Linked DNA regions of Hordeum vulgare: region 1 is linked to region 2. A link is a contact called in public Hi-C data. All regions are on one chromosome and are shown on one strand. The core of a region is the stretch at or near the end of the contact, and the rest is flanking DNA. Distances in the headings are between cores, read along the strand shown.

Region 1 (5,494 bases), core at 2,223-4,722, 470 kb after region 2:
GTTAATGAGCACCCGTGAAGAAGAGGAGCTCAAAAGCATTGCGGTCCAGTCGCGCCAACGCTGGCTGAAACCACGCGCCCGAAGCATGTCCAGAATGTAATCCCAAGAGACGGAGTCAAAGGCCTTCGCAATATCAAGCTTCAACAGAATAGACGGCTTCTTTGATTTGTGCAAATATCTGGCCGTGTTCTGCACATAGACATAGTTCTCCTGGATGTTGTGGCTCTTGATGAAAGCACTCTGGCAGTGATCGATCAAGCCAGCAAGTTTTGGGGTCAAGCGCCTCGCTAGTAGTTTAGTGAAATTTTTTATAATCCTATGCACTAGGGAGATTGAACGGAAGTCAGATAGGCTGTCTGCGCCTTGCTTTTTTGGGATGAGCACAATGAGCACTCTATTGACTTGGGCCACCCCCCTGTTGTCCATCCGATGCAGTTGATTTAGGGCTGCAAGCACATCTAGCTTGACAGTTTCCTAGCAGCGTTTATAGAAGCCCCCAGAGAACCCGTCAGGCCCCGACGCCTTGTCCGAAGGCATTTCATCAATGTCTAGTTTGATCTCCTAAAGGGTGAATTCACCATCAATATTTGACAGATCGACCCAATTTAGGTCGAGCTCATTCCAGTTAAAAGCGGCTGCTGTGCTGGAAGTCTGGCCGAAAATGTTGACAAAGTGGTTTCGGGCTAGCTCCGTCATCTCCGCATTGTTAGAAACCATCCCATCTGGGCCATGTAACACATGAATCGTGCTGCGATTGTGCCTAGCGTTAGCTTTCCTTTGAAAAAATCACGTGTTGGCATCCCTAGCCCTCAACCAGAGTACCCTACTTCGCTGACGTAGCTTAACTTTAAACAGCACAGCCAGCCCCAAAGATCTCGCTTTCAGCTTTGATCGCAGGTCACTCTCCTCAGCCAAGAGGCTCCTGTGATCTTGAGCGGCGTCAAGCTGCAGTGTCATCTCATTAACAAGAGACATTTGCTGCTTGATGTCACCCACCTTGGATTTGCTCCACTTTTGAAGTTCTCTACTCAGCCGCCAAAGTTTCATATTCAGCGTTGTCAGCGAACATCTAGTGCGCACCGGCGCCATCCAGAATTGGTTTACCCGCTCCATGAAACCATCGATGAGCTCCTAGTATGATTCGTATCTAAAACGCTTGTTCGTTTTCATGATCACATAATTGCGCAGGAGCAGAGGGCAGTGATCCGAGATAGATGAGGCTTGAGGCAGTAGCTTGGCCGCCGGGAACATAAGTTCCCAGTCCATGTTGGAGAACGCCCGATCAAGGCGCACAAGGGTAGGGGAAACTTGCTCATTGCTCCATGTGTACTTTCTACCAATCAGCGACACTTCATGAAGGCTAGACCTATTGAGATAGCGACGGAACTTGTTCATCCAGCATCGACATACGCGATCGTTGTTTTTGTCTGTCGGATCTACGATCATATTGAAGTCTTCGATGACAATCCAAGGCCCAGACATGCAACCGTGGATATCCGCTAGCTCATTCAGGAACTTCTGCTTCCGCCCATAGTCGTGTGGCCCGTAGACAGCAGACAACGACCATGGACAGTTAGCTCCAATTGGGGTGAATGTCGCTATAATGGAGAATGTTCTGGTTATGATCGCTGAAGCCATGAAGATAGAAGAATTCCAACAAAGCAGGACATCACCGCGTGTGCCATCAGCGTTAAGAGCTGCGTGGCAGTCGAAGGTCGGTCCAATGATTTCATTTATATCTGCTCTTCCAACGACTTGTAGCTTGGATTCCTGCAGGTAGATTATTGAGCATGAAAGTTGTGCTAGCAAGGCGCGAACAGCAGCCCGACGCGCTCGGTTATTCAAGCCGCGGGCGTTCCAGCTAGCTATGGAAAGATTGTTACTCATTAAATAATCCATAAACTACAAGACAAAGTCTGCCGTGACACGACCTCTTACAACCCAGCGCCACGGCAACGTCGGCGTCACGGGGAGGCTGCGAGCACCGCGCCAACTGCGATTACTACGGCATGTAGGGCTGATAGGGCTGGCTCAGCACCCTCGTTGCTTACTCGCGCTAAGGTGGCGCTCAATGATAAGCTGAAACCGTCTCAGGAAGATGTATCTCATGGGTCAAGGGAGCAACAGGATAAGCAGAGATCAGAGGATGGGGTCAGCGACGCCCAGAGCTTAGCCGCGCCTCAGCCTGAGGAGCCGCACTCCATGTCTAACTTGCAGAAGGCTGTTTTGGAGACCCCGGAGCTCAGCGATGCCATTAGCTCGGCCGAGCTGTATGCTAGTATGCAACCCCGTGACTGCCCTGTCTCCCCTTTGGAGCCCGGCCGCTGCCAGGAGGCTTGGGATTCGGCAGGTAATTCATTGGCATGCCATGATTTGGCTGGCTCTTTCTTCGGATGGAGCTCGGGCCCCTCGGACCTCCTGTCCGTAGTCTCTAAGAAAGGGCACCAAGTCTGTGACTCCTGGACCAACTTTGCCGATGGGTACCTGGTCTCAGATGCAGGTAGGATTTCCTGCATAGCCACCAACGTTTGCAACCATGATCTGCCTCCGCTTCCTCCGACCCTAGACCAGTGCGCTCCACCAGGTTGGGAGTTTCAGCCTCCAAGATCGCCTCAGAGGTTGTCTTTTTGGGATCCTACTGCATTATCGGCGGAACCTTACTGCCTGACTAGCTGGGCTGGTGCCCAGGTCACCATGCCTTTGATGGATGTGAGCTGGACTGCTATCCCAGAGGTGGCTTTTGAGCCAGATGTGTCCAGGAACATCTATAGTCCACTACCAAATCCGGTGCACTGGATGGATGGAGGGGAAGAGCACCGAGAGCAAGTATGGCAGTCCGTGGAGGAGCTGCTTGCTAGGAAGGCACTGGCCGAGGCAAATTTGTCTGGCCGAGGCTTGATCTCGGCGATCACGGAGAAGGTTCAGGGGCTACATATTGATGAACAACAACGATCCATTGGCAAGATTGTGGCCATCCTATCATCCTCCATCCTAGGAGCTCCACCAGCCGGTTCAGCCTCTTCATCAAGGAGATTTAAGGAAAGACCCCTGGGAGCTGCCAAAGCATCCCGACAGAGTCCACGTCTGCAGCGCCTGCGCTCCTCGCTATCATCGTCTCGAAGATCCCATGCAGATATCAGCGTTAGGCTTGGCTTCATCAAGCGTCCGGAGGAATTCACGGATGACACTCTGCTGGCCTATCTGCAGTTCTTCCGTGCGCCAATGCCCTCTGAGAATGTCGCAAAGCTGGCGGAGATTGCGAGGCTTTTGTCGCCATCGCACTTGCGCGTGCTCGATTTGGAGTTGCAGGCAGTCCTGGAGGAGCTCGCACGTCGGCCACTTTGAGCTGCGGTGCTATGCCTGTCAGGCTATGTTGACTATCTAGTTTCTCATGAATTGTTGCTTCCATCAACCTAGTTTGCATGTGTGTGAGCGCCTGGGGGCTGCTGGGAAGGTCACTATGACCCTCATGTATCGTTACTTGATGAGTTGATCTGCTCTCTTGTGCTTTTTATAGTACAATATACGGATGCGGAGGGAACCAAACAAAAGATGGAGATGGAGGGGAAATAGGATTCACAGGAGGAACACCTCCGCTCCGTGCTGTCACCCCCACCTCCCACCCCCCACAAAAAAAACCCGAACTGCAACCTCCCCAGCCCAGACCCGATCCCGCTGCCGACCGGTCTGTTCCTCCTCCGCCGCCGAGTAGAGCGCCGCGAGGGCTGATCTCGCGGATTTCGCCTGTTCCGGAGAGGTGCGTGTTGCTGCTAGGGGTTCCGTGCAGTGGCTTTCTCCCCGCCTCGGGGTTGCTTTTTGTTCGGGTGAACTCGAGGTTGCTGTTCGTTTGTCCCCGGATGGGGTTTTCCGGGCCGGGCCATCTTGGCGGTCTCGGATCGGGGTATTGGTTGATCCCGTCAAGCATGGTTTCCCTAACGCAGAATTTGGCCCGGTAGCGCGTTCGTGCAAAGTCCTTTCTGCTTTCTGGTATTGAAATGACATCTTCAATCCAGTCCAGTCCTCAGTGTAGACCTAACCCTCATCTATCATTAGCGTGCGCATAGGGTCTGATTGGTCCATTTTTAGAGCTGAACTGATCTGGAAAGTCTCTCCAGTGAACTCGGTATTCCGAGCTTAGGTTACTATAATTTCCAATTGATGTGTTGCCACATTTTTTTCTAAATTATAAAAATAAATTTGATACCTTTTTATATGCTACTAAATCTGTTGCTCTTTTTTTTTGGTACCAACATAAACCTTTTCCCTGACTTGCTGCATCAAAAACTAAATCACAAGCTTCAATCGTTTTCTTCCTGTGAGTTAGATAATAATGCTGAAGAATTCCATTTGACCACTCGCAGGACGATTAAGCATGCATATGATTTTTAGGAGGGGTTTTCACAAAACTATTCCTCAATATTTTCATGCTGTTATTCCTGTTCTGTGCACCATAACTTGATATCTACTCAGCTGCAATTTTATGTGATCCGCTTGCAGGCCAATTGCGGATAACTCGAGTAACTGCTAGTGCTACCAGGAGCCGTGTGGTGTGCTTTATCTGTCTAGCTTGCCAATCATCTGCATAAATTTCAAAGTGTGTTTGCTTTCAGTCTGGAGGCTGAATGATAGGTTAACACTCTGTGATCTGACCTTGTTCATGCATGCATGGTTTGAATGCTAATCACAATTGCGTCCTGAAAACACAGACGCGGTGCACATGCTTGCTGGCAGTATGAATAATGATAATGCTAATGTCATTGACTTGATATCGGACAGTGGTGATGATTTTGATTCTGACTCTGACGATCCAACTTCTACAAATGTCACATCTGGCGAGAATGGCGGAGGGCAATCAGTCGTCTTTCAGGATGAAGATTTGTTGAGGAACACTCCCTCTTCTTCCAGATCTAATATAAATGATAATGGCCAATACAGAACTCTGCCCCCTTCCTTTGCAAATGGTATAGACATCGAGAAAGCCCGTTATACACTAGGTTTGGGGGACAGGACTTATCCACATTCAAATTCGTGTGCAGGGCCAAGACACGATTCTGGAAGGGCCTTTCTCTCCTCCAGTAGACTTGATATCGCAGTGAGGGAGCGCAATGGTTTGGCAGTGGATGCAAATGTCAATAACAAAAGGATTCTTCCTTCATCCTTTTCCAATGGAAGCACGTCAAAATCTGCACAATCAAGTGTTGCAAGTGAGAGCCGTAAACTCCCATCGCGTTTTACCAATGGAAATTCTCAAAGGTTGGATGATAATAGGATGGTAAAAAATGATGCCAATGGCATTGGGCAGCCTTCATCTTCAAGGTTCTCAACCCGAAGCTACTCTGTGAGTAATGCCCAGAAGGACACCATGGAAAATGATGATGGTTTGTGTGCTAGTCTCAAATTTAATTATCATACATTGGAAATGGCTGCACAATTTCAATACAAGTACTGATATTTTTCCCTGTTTAAAATTGCTAGATGATGTCTATGTATATGA
Region 2 (5,149 bases), core at 1,527-4,026:
GGCTGGTCAGCTCCATACCGGTGGTTAGCCGCTCGCCTATTGACGTGGAAAGCGACACGGAGAACCAGGACACATGTCCTCTCTCGGATGCAAAACTCATGAGAAGAGATAGTCACGGTTATGCACACAGTTGGCATAATTTAATTAAGTTGACTTCCAGTTTGCTGTGACCGGGTGATAAACAAAGTTTCCAAGTTGCCACATAACCGCGAGCACGACTCTCCGTAATATTTAACATTGCAGTGGTGCTCCAACTATTCCATCACAAACTATCACAAGCTACCCTGGAGAGAAAACCACAACCATGAGGCAGCCCAAGATATCCTCGATATCCCAGTGCGTAAGACATTCAATAAGAGTAAAATAAATCCAGCAAGAACGCCCGACATGCTATATCCCAATAGGAGCCGCACGTATCTTTTTCTCAGGGCACTACTGTTGTGGGAATGATCCTGACAATAGTAGCTTGGGGTACAAACGAAGGGGCGAAGTCTAACTAGGCGCATCGGATGCACTCGGAGTTTTACGAGTTCGGGCCCCACTCAGAAGTGGTAACAAATCTACGTCTCGAGCCCTGAGGCTGGTGTTTTCTTATGGGGTGCCAAAGATTATAAGTGTTGAACCCTTGATCTCGAGCCCGGGAGTTGCTTATATAGTAGCTGCCACGATCGTCCGAGCTTCAGTACAAGGTAATTAATGCTAATAAAGAGGGAAGTTACTAGAAATGACAACTTTAACCCTTGGTGTTACTCGTAACGTGAGTCTTCATGGCACTTCATGTGGTGGATTAAGTCCTTAGCCATTGCTGCCTCTTTGGTGCGACCACCTTGCTGAGGTCCGAGTGACAGGATGTGTCCGACCGACACAAGGTGGTCCGAGTGACTCTGAGTAGGCTGAGTGGCGGTTGATGAACCGAATGAGGTCGAGTCTTCAATGGTGACTTTAAGGACATCGATGTCCCTAAGGGGTCCTAGGTGGGTCTATGGAAGCAGGTCAGTAGGCCTACCCCTAATGTACAACCCCATCAGTAGCCCCCGAATCGGTTGAGGTTTTGTAGACCGAGTGAATGACTCCCTTCGATGTCTTTGGTGTCTTGGAGATTCTTAGGCTGTAGCTCGGAGATGGGTCATTCAGACTTTCCGCAAACCTCCACGGATTCAACAGTGACAAATTTCGACTGTCCAGTAATACGGGTACATGTGCAGTCGGTGGTGGTGGATTATCTTTCGAGAAGATAGGTTCCATAAGTTGGGCGTACAAGAGTTCGGAACTCCGCGTGCTCACTCGGCGAGCGGGAACGGATCAGCACCTGCGTTGAAGGAAAGACGATCGGGTCATCTTCATTGATTTCCCGAATGATCGGGGTCCCGCAGGGGGACGAGAGAAAATATCATTCGGCTCACCTCATCATGCGCCATGCATACAGATCCATTCGAGACATGAGGTAGGACGAATTTTCCGCGATTTCTGAATAGAAGGAGCGCGTGTGGGGGCGGCGGTTTCGCAGAGACGCGGGTAGTGGAAGTAGTGGGGTGACACCCCAATTTCCGTGCCTATAATGTAGTCGTCACTCTACAGTGTGCGTGATCCCCGGGATACTGTAGATCCTCCTTGGGCTGGTGATTGTAACACCCTAAAATTTTAGCCATGACTTTTAATTATTAAAATTTGTCCATGGTTATCTAAATTTTTAATTTTGGGTTTTCTACTGTATTCAGATCCTTTCTTTACTTGAGTTTGTAAGAAACTCTCTTTCCCAAGTAGGAGTTTTTGAAATATATTATTTGACCAGAGTGTTTGCCTCAAATATTATTCCCTTCACTCCCAAACCCAATGAAGGCCTTTTTTATAAATATTTTCTTTTAATTTTTATTTATTCAAAATTGGCTTCTTAATACTTTAAAGACGTGATTTGAGCTGCAACCATTTGGTAACTTCTTTTGAAAATTTCACAAAAAATTGTGGATGACCTATGATGCACGTGGGTCAATTTTATGCGAAAACCTAGCCAAGTGTTTTGTAAAAATTGAGCTCATTATCGTCTTTTCGATTCTGGCCCAATTTGTTGTTTTGTACTACAACCCATACCTATACTTCTTCAAAAATTCTAATAAAATTTGGAATGGTCAAGGAGTTCATATAAATGAGTTTTATGCAAAAGTCCAATTTGGTCTTTTGAAAACATTCAGCACCACATCCTACTTTCTGTTCAGGACTATTTTTGTAGTTTGAACTGTAGCCCTCTTTTTTCTACCCCCAAAGCTTGTGAAAAATTTACTGCTCATAGAGGACCCTACCAAACATTTAAATCCAAGAGGTCAACCACTTTTGGATTTATTAATCCCCTGTTTTAACCTCCCTAAGATGGTGCCCAGAAGTGTTTTTCTCAAATTATTGCACTAACAAGTTTATGATTTTCAAAAACTAACCTTGCCACCATTATTAGCATCCAAAGAGACCTTGGACTGGAAAATTTAGTGGCCATAAAACCTTTCTAGATGCCACTGGCATTATAACAAACACCTTGTATCCCTCACCTGATTTGACATGCTCTTTAATTTGTATTATGAAGTTGCCCCAATTACCAAACCTTTAAGTCAACTAGAGCCCTACTAAAAACCCTAGCCAACCTCTCATGTTTCACCAAGATTGGAGACCTCTGTAATGGCTAGGCATTTCGTCGAGCACCTCTGGGGCGTGTCCAGAGCGTGCTCCAGAGCACAACTTCTGCAGTGTGTGCATCCGGACCGCCGCATCCCACATAACCCCGCCTGCGTGGCCTTTACTGGCCCGAGGAGCTACAACCAGAGCCCTCTAGCTTGCTACTGCCACGCGACCAACCCCTAGAGCTCTGCAGCGCCACCGTACATGCGCCTTAGCGGTTTGTCATCGTCAGTAGCAGGTCTCTGCCATGGCAGCATCACCTAAGCTGCAGCAGCGTGCCAGCTTGCCCCAGGATCAGTGGAGGACCCGGTCTGCTAGTGCGGACATCAGCAGAAGCACCGGTTAGCCCTCTCGTTGCTCGTGTGAGCCTCTACAACCGTGATGGCCGTCGATGCCAGCAGCGGCTGCCCCGGCGATACAGCACCCCTCGAGCCCCCCAGCGTGCCAACTAGCCCCGGTACGGCTCCCTTGCTCATCTGCTAGCTCGCGGTCTCTGCCAGCAGACCGCCACATCGCCAATGCAACAGTTTGCCGAACTTATCCATTGCTCCCGCACAACCGATCTCGCCGCGTATTTAGGGACCCCCGAGCTCCCCCAGAACACAGAGAGCCTCTTCGAAACCCCCTCGAGCTCCCATCGTGGCCAATTGAGACCGAGAGGTCATCCTCTTCATCTCCGGCAAGCTTTGGATGCCGCAGCCCCGATCAAATTCGCCCAAGGCAGGCCCTTCTCGCCTCTCCAGCACCACCATCCGCTCTTCCCCGACCCTATGGAGCTACCCCACCTCTCAGCCTCGACCTGGAGCAACCTAGCCAAACCCCCGATCTGACCCGAAGCCGTCGCAGCCTCGGAGCTCGCCGTCGGCCATTTCGTCAACCCCTCTGGTCATGGCGACTACTTGGAGGACCAAACCGAAGAGGTGGATCCATTCCTGCCCTCGGAAGAACCCTAGGAGGTGCCGTCCACCGGGGAGGACCGCCGGAGCCCCGCCTTCCCTTCGGCCACACGAGGAAGACGACAGGCTTACCTGAAGTCAAACCTGCCCGTGGGACCTCCTCGTCAGCGACAGGACCGGGCCGCCGTCCACCGGGAAGGACCGCCGGAGCCCCGCCTTCCCTTCGGCCACACGAGGAAGACGACAGGCTTACCTGAAGTCAAACCTGCCCGTGGGCCCTCCTCGTCAGCGACAGGACCGGGCCGCCGTCCACTTAAGTGGATGTGTAAAGCCCATAGTACATTTTATCTGTTTGAACGCGTATTCCTTTCCGAAGCGTTTTTATTTATCTATATATTTTCAAAACAAAAGTTTGAGTGGACTTTGACTGGCCACATCTTTTAAAATAAAATTCCAAATGAGTTGATTATTTTTCTCACCTCTTTAAAATTTTATCTAGTTTATACAAATATTTATTTTTAAAAATTCAAACAACTTTTGAGTGATGTTTGTATTGAATGTTGATTTGAGCATTTTTCTTAAATAGGAATTTGAAGAAAGATTAAACTTTCAAAAGTTTTGATGTGCACCTCACCTATCTACATACTGAAGACAAACATTCTGAACCTTCATATATTTTGGTTGTGTGTGGGCTGCTTAATGAAGAAAACTTTATGGTTATGTTAATTGAGTGGTGATATTTCATGTGATAATCATGCATATGACTTTAGTATTGAAAGTACGTTTATTGCATTATTGAGATGCATGGGACAGTAATCACATCCGTCTACTGCGCATGCCTACCGGATGGGATCCGAAGAGAGTCGGTGTCTCGGGGAGATACAACTTTAGAGCTCACATCTCGTGGAACAAGGGTGGTCAGCGAGGCATGATGGGGCATGATAGGTAGTGACTCTGTGTGCAGTGATAAAACACTTTGATTGTGCTAATCATGCAGGGAATAAATTAAACCTCCTGAGTCGATCGTAGATCAAGTTTTGTCAATGTGTCACCTTAACCCATTCGTGCTGCCACAAGTCTTCCTGAAAGGGAATATGGTTTATGTCAAGCCCTGTTTTTACCTCACTTCAACTAGCCTTTTCAAAATATAATTTTATTAAAACTTCTTAAGCAAGTGCTATGAGTGCCATGAATGCTATTGTTTGTATGTATGCTTGCATGAGTGGATCAAAAACCATATTTTATAACACGATATTTCTAAAAAGATCCCTTTCCCATTTTGGTTATTTCAAAAACCTTGCTTTGGGTTTGCACTACAAGTCCCTGATTTCAAGGGAGTGCCTTCACCCAAATATTGTATTTTTGCTCTCCACAATCATGAAATAATTGTTTTATATAATATATTCCTATTTTATTTGCATGTCCTTTTCTTAGGCCCGAAATGATACTTATGTATGAAAAATTACTTTTTTGCATTAGAAAAATCTCAGAAAATTTCGAGATACCCATAGGACATATATTTTCCATACATAAGATTTTCAACCCCTATTTATGTTCAAAATATTTGAGCAAATCCTTGAAAACTTATT

Evidence for each region. A called contact is a pair of places that touch in the nucleus more often than the background predicts.
Region 1: a contact with region 2 is called in a Hi-C map of leaf, with 4 times the contacts expected there. The contact joins the promoter of LOC123412809 here to the enhancer-like site in region 2. A contact is called at or near these places in 2 of 6 Hi-C or Micro-C datasets (both in leaf) and 1 of 1 datasets of contacts at active chromatin or transcription factors (embryo).

What each region holds. Positions count from the first base shown.
Region 1 is chr7H:339,997,180-340,002,673 of MorexV3_pseudomolecules_assembly, forward strand. LOC123412809 (helicase-like transcription factor CHR28) reads left to right here and starts at 3,473. Exons shown (of 12, transcript XM_045105753.1): 1 at 3,473-3,757; 2 at 4,498-4,629; 3 at 4,707-5,378; 4 at 5,476-5,494. The coding sequence starts at 4,623.
Region 2 is chr7H:339,531,820-339,536,968 of MorexV3_pseudomolecules_assembly, forward strand. No RefSeq gene overlaps it. Among protein-coding and RNA genes, the nearest start is that of LOC123411325, 200 kb to the right of the region's middle. Within about 2 kb of position 2,777, at least 2 of the 3 cell types and tissues checked have open chromatin away from gene starts, as enhancers often do. A contact at or near this core is called in leaf, where this site is marked.